Regions from separate parts of the Sus scrofa genome. Here region 1 is linked to region 2. A link is a contact called in public Hi-C data. All regions are on one chromosome and are shown on one strand. Each heading gives the region's core, a stretch centred on a gene start, on an enhancer-like site or on the middle of the called end of the contact. The rest is flanking DNA. Distances are from core to core; before and after follow the strand shown.

What was found. Hi-C and Micro-C count contacts between places; a contact is called where the count stands out from the background.
Region 1: a Hi-C map of liver shows a contact between it and region 2, with 7 times the contacts expected there. The contact joins the promoter of FAM133B here to the promoter of AKAP9 in region 2. A contact is called at or near these places in 1 of 5 promoter capture datasets (fetal liver), 1 of 47 Hi-C or Micro-C datasets (liver) and 1 of 2 datasets of contacts at active chromatin or transcription factors (skeletal muscle).

What each region holds. Positions count from the first base shown.
Region 1 is chr9:72,502,429-72,505,128 of Sscrofa11.1, forward strand. It overlaps FAM133B (protein FAM133B), which reads right to left and starts at 1,394. Exons shown (of 11, transcript XM_005667601.3): 1 at 1,239-1,394. The coding sequence starts at 1,262.
Region 2 is chr9:71,894,195-71,896,980 of Sscrofa11.1, forward strand. It overlaps AKAP9 (A-kinase anchoring protein 9), which reads left to right and starts at 1,441. Exons shown (of 50, transcript NM_001253824.1): 1 at 1,441-1,720. The coding sequence starts at 1,673.

The DNA.
Region 1 (2,700 bases), core at 144-2,643, 610 kb after region 2:
TCCCTGAAGTTCCTGTTGTGGCTCAGCAGATTAAGAACCCAAGTAGTATCCCATGAGGGTGCGAGTTTCATCCCTGGCTTTGCTCAGTGGGTTAAAGATCCAACATTGCTGCAAGCTGCGACGCAGGTCACAGGTGGGCTTCCAATCTGGTCTTGCTGCTCAGTGGTTTAAAACTCTATCACAGCCAAGCCTAAGAAGTATAGGGCTGCAACCTAAGCTTACTGCTAATCTCTTATGTTTACAGCCCATCCAATCTGATTCATAACCTGGACATTCCAAACCAAGTAGTCTATCATCTAGAATCCCTTTCTCCTACCTGCGCCTGACAAAACGCCCTCTGAACTTCGAATCTCCATCAGATAGGATTTCTTACTTCTGCCATCAGTTATTTCTGTGTATCTTTTATCTCATTTGCTACACTAAGAACTTTCACGCCAAGCACTTTCCTGGCCACCTTGCCTTTTGCAGTCTCCACTATTCTGCAAAATTATGAACAGCAATGATCCCCTCTTAATATGAAGAAACTAAGACTCAGAGAAGAAAAGCAACTTTATCCTAGGTCACCCAACTCACGAGGGACTAAACCTGACATACCAGTCTGTGCCTGATTCCAGAGTCATGCCATTCATTCCCACACAGGGCCTAGCAGGGCGCTGGGGCACGAAGCCAAACGTTTCGATCCTGGTTCTCCAACGGGAGCCTGCCTGCCGCTCGAACTGGGCTCGGTGCAGGTTCCCGCACCGCCCCCGCGTAGGGGCCAAGTCTAAGACCTCTGCGCCTCCATCCCACCTGGATGCACACGAGAATGGCGCGGAGATAGGGTGAGCGATCCCGGTGGAGGCCAAGGGAGCAAGTTCTGGTGTCTCCAAGGGCCTCCGACTTTGGACTCATTTATAGGAAGGAACAGGGTACCCTCGCGGCTCTAGAAACTGGGCACTGCTGACCCGAGTCCGGGAAGGAAGGATGCTGGAGAGCACTGCCAGAAGATGCGGCCGGGCAAACGGGGCGTAGAGTAAAAAGAGACAAGAAAGAAAAGGAAAGGGCACAGGGGGCCCAAAGGCGCCAACTGCGTGCGCGGCGCACGCGCGTCTCGGGCCGGTGCGGGTGGAGGGAGCTGGGTCTCCCCGCCCGAGGTCCGAGCGCCGCCGCTCTCAGGCCCAGTTGGGAAGAGCGAGGGGTCCCGTGCTTCTGCCGCCGGGCCCTGTGTCGCCTCATTGTTTCCCCAACAGAGTACTCACCACCCGATTGTCCCGCTTTCCCATGGTGCCGAACCGAGCGCACAGGCAGCCAAGGAGAGACAGCAGGCCAGAAAGGATGCCGAAGCGGGCCGGACGCAGGTCCCTCCGCCAACTCCCCACCCGGTCCGGAGAGCGGCACCGCGAGGACCTGGGGGCCGCGTCTGGCCACAGCGCCACCTACCGCCGCGGAGGAGAGACGGGCGCCCCCGCTTACCCGCGGTTCCCAGGGGTTTTCTGGGGATTCCTGTTCTGTACCATTCACCCGGTACAGCAGCCTCGCCAAGGCAGCTCACTTCCATTTGGCCTTAGATTGCTTTGCCTTCTTCTATTCCTGGTGCATTTAAATCCTCATTCGAGGGGATATAATAATTACTCCAACGCTTATTATGTGCTTAGCATAGTGCATATATTGGGGATAAAATGAGGACCAGGACCCCTCACAGAGCCCATCAGGTTGTGGGCCAGAAGACAGTGCTGTCGTACACATTGCTAAAGAAATTGCCTTTTAGGTGTTCTCGTAGTGGCTCAGCGGTAGCAAACCCCGCTAGTATCCATGAGGACGTGGGTTCAATCCCTGGCCTCCCACAGTGGGTTAAGGATCCAGGGTTGCTGTGGCTGTGGTGTAGGCCAGCAGCTGCAGCTCCCATTCGACCCCTAGCCTGGGAACTTCCATATGCTGCAGGCGCAGCCCTAAACTAAAAAAAAAAAAAAAAAAAAAAAAAAAAAATTTAAATTCACTTCCATTTATCCATCATTCATGCATTCATTTCACACATTTTTCTTTTTTTTCCTTTTTAGCACCGCACCTGCGGCATATGGAGGTTCCCAGGCTAGGGATTGAATTGGAGCTGTAGCCCCAGGCCTATGCCAAAGCAACACCCCAGATCCAAGCGGTGTCTGCAACCTGCACCAGACAGCTCATGGCAATGCTGGAACCCTAACCCACCTGAGCGAGGCCAGGGATGGAACCTGCTTTCTCATGGATACCAGTCAGATTCCTTTCTGCTGAGCCAGGAGGGGAACTCCTCACACTAATTTTTGAACTTTTACTTGGTAATTCATTAACAGTGACTGGAAGCTGGATGTAGCGCAAGACACAAAGCTGATTAAGACATAAGTCCTACCTTCAAAGGGCCTGTTTATAAACTGGTAAGGGAGATAGATGCACTCAGGGCCAATTTTACTGCATGACACGTCATAATAATGTCAGCACAATACTAAAACTTCAAGGGAGATGTTCTGGGCTCCAGAGAAATTGTCATTATATTTATTATTAATGGAGCTGGATAAAGCTGGGCCTATCTCAGCACAATGTCATCAGAAAATAATTGATCCAGGAGTTCCCGTCGTGGCGCAGTGGTTAACGAATCCGACTAGGAACCATGAGGTTGCGGGTTCGGTCCCTGCCCTTGCTCAGTGGGTTAACGATCCGGCGTTGCCGTGAGCTGTGGTGTAGGTTGCA
Region 2 (2,786 bases), core at 191-2,690:
AAAAAGTCTTTTTTAAATCTAAGAATTTCTAAATTATGACTATTTAAAAATAGTCTTCAGTTTGTAGTGGACTTAAGATTTTTAGATCTTTAGTTTTTTTTTTCCTTTTCTTTTTTAAACCTTAGTTTTCACTTAACACCACTTCTATGATTGAACTCCGCTTATTTTAATTCATACCTGCTAGTTTTTCAGTCCAGCCTAATCCAAAACAAAGGAGAAACATGATCAACCTGAGAAATTAAAAAGTGTAGTTCACCCCAGGAATGGATTTGAGGGTAAGATGATGAGAAGGAAAAAGTATTGAGGGAACAGATGAAAATACAGGAAAGAGAGTCATGCTCAATTTATTAAAGTGGCTCAATTCAATCCAACAAGTGTTCATTGGGTGCAAAGCATTACGCTAGTCATTTTAGCAATGCCAAAATTAGCAAGATAGTCTTTGCCCTTAAGAAGTCAGGTATATGAGGTGAATTAAGAAGGGCGCAAGGTTTTAAAATATCACGCAGTATGCATACAGGAATACAAGGAGAGAGGAAACTGACATTAAGGATTTTTTAATATAACACATGTTAACTCATATATATTAACAACCCTTCCAAAACTTCCAGGTAAGCTCAAGGAAGATAGGTAACTTGGTTCAAGATCATCTAAGCTAGAAAGTTTATCCTGGCTTTGTCCTCAACCTAGGTTCCAAAGCCTAGGCTCATTTCAGGACACCATAACTAAGGGCAAGCTCCAAGGAGGAGTGGGAGGGGATTAAGATGAGGCTGGATACTCCCGGTTGCGGTGGAGGGAACAAAGAGATCAGAAAAGCTATTCCAGGCGGCGTGTGAGGTGGGCCTTTAAGGATGAACCCGAGATCGGAGAGGGACTTTCCGCTAAGGAAGCAAGCAATAAGAGCTACTAGCCGTCTTTGCAGCCCTCCGCAATAAGAGCTGCTAGCTGCCTTCCCCGTCCTTCGGGTGGAGGAGTCAATCTAGGTTGAAAAAGTGTCCGGTGGATCCTCTTCCCGATCCACCCTTACCCCCGTCTTTTCCTTTGGGACTTTTCAGCCTTCACCAATTTCGCCATCAGGCACTTGGGTTTTATTTTTTCTTTAGAAATTTGCAAAATCTCAAGGCTTTAAAAACGACCACTGAGTCCTTGGACAGTGGTGGGGGTCCGACTGGGTCCCCTGGCACACTCCCTCTCTCCCAACCCTCTCCGCCACCTGGAGAGTGGCGTTCGGCCCTTGGCGAGGGTGCTCTCCTAGCTAGTTTTTCGGGTGTGGGTGCGAGGATCGGAGGCCGGGCGGGGGTCGCCCTGGCTGCTGAGCACTGGGCCGGCGGGGGCGGGGCGCGCGGGACGGGGCGGGGCCGCGGGAGCACCTGCCCGGCGCCGCGAGGCTTGAGGCGGCTGCGCGGCTTGACGTGCCCCCCGCCCTCCCGCCCGTCCCGCCGTGTGTTTACGTGGAGACGAAGATGGCGGCTGCGGCGGTGACGACGCTGCTCGTGCGGCCGAGTACTGTCAGCCAGTGAGCGAGGAGACTGGTTCCACTCCGGGCGGGGAGGAGCGCCGGCCCGGCCCCGCGAGCGGGGCTGTGGAGCTTGCGGTCCCACCTCCGTCTGAACCGACCTTTCCTTTCTACTCTTGACCCCTTGCGTGTCTTCCCCCAGCCTTCCCCGCAGAAGCTATGGAGGACGAAGAGAGGCAGAAGAAGCTGGAGGCCGGCAAAGCGAGGGTAAGAGAACCGGAGGCCGCCCGGCCTGCGCTGGGAGGCGGTGGCTGGGAAGGGTTCGGAGGGGGCCTGGGAAGTGGAGATATTGCAGCACCGGTGCGCTGCCAGGGAGGGAGGTGCTGCAGGGTCCGCATTTCCCCTCGCCCTCTTCTCTCCCTTTTCCAATTGAAAAAGCTTAGTGCTATACTACCTAGCGGATATTTCCGTGAGGATTGGGTGGTGTGGCTCCTTTCTCATTTGAACGCCCAAATAAAATCCCTCTTTTACCGTATTGCTCTAATCTGGTATTTATTGCTTATAAATTTCCATCCTTTCACTTTTTTTTTTTTTTTTTTTTTTTTTTACTTAGGGACTTTTCTGGGTAGTGGAGGCATTGTGCTCTTCAGGGTGGGGATTTGGGGCTTTTCTTTATTCGGTAAGGGATTTGTACGCTCATCATTAGCTAGGCTTTCTTAGGTGGCACGCTGGCACTCTTGGGTGTGTGATTGGCCTGTGACAGCTGCCTCAGCAGTGGCAAGAGTGTGCCACAAGTGCCAGCTGTGAACTTCGCTTTAGGGGCGTTTTTAGGAGCCTGGCTTTGTATGTTTGTGTTTGGAGGTCTTTGTCATGGCATGCGCTTTGTATTGTGTGGAATAGTAATGCAGTCTGTGAATGGAACTTCAGGGGACGAAGGGTTCCATATTCTAAGCAACACCTATAGAATTCCCGCTTTAAATTGAATTTTACCTCTCTCTATATAATCTTGTTGAGTCCCTGTTTTATGTATGTGTATGAAAAAAAACCTGTAAAGCAAACAACGCAAAATCATACACAGGTATTATTCACTTGGCTTCACAAAAAATTTGGCAAGACAAAATATAACCTAAATAGGATATTTCTTTTAAAAATTACATGTTTGAGTATTTTTTTTTTTTTTTGGCCACTCTAAGGCCCCCTTCCTCCCTGTAATGAAATTACTGTTTATAGATTATAGTCTGTTTTATTAGAGATGATTGTTAGCAGTCATTTTTGGACCACGATTAAATTATAATGTAGTTAACTGTTTCTTCTCTCTTCTTCACCTTTCCCT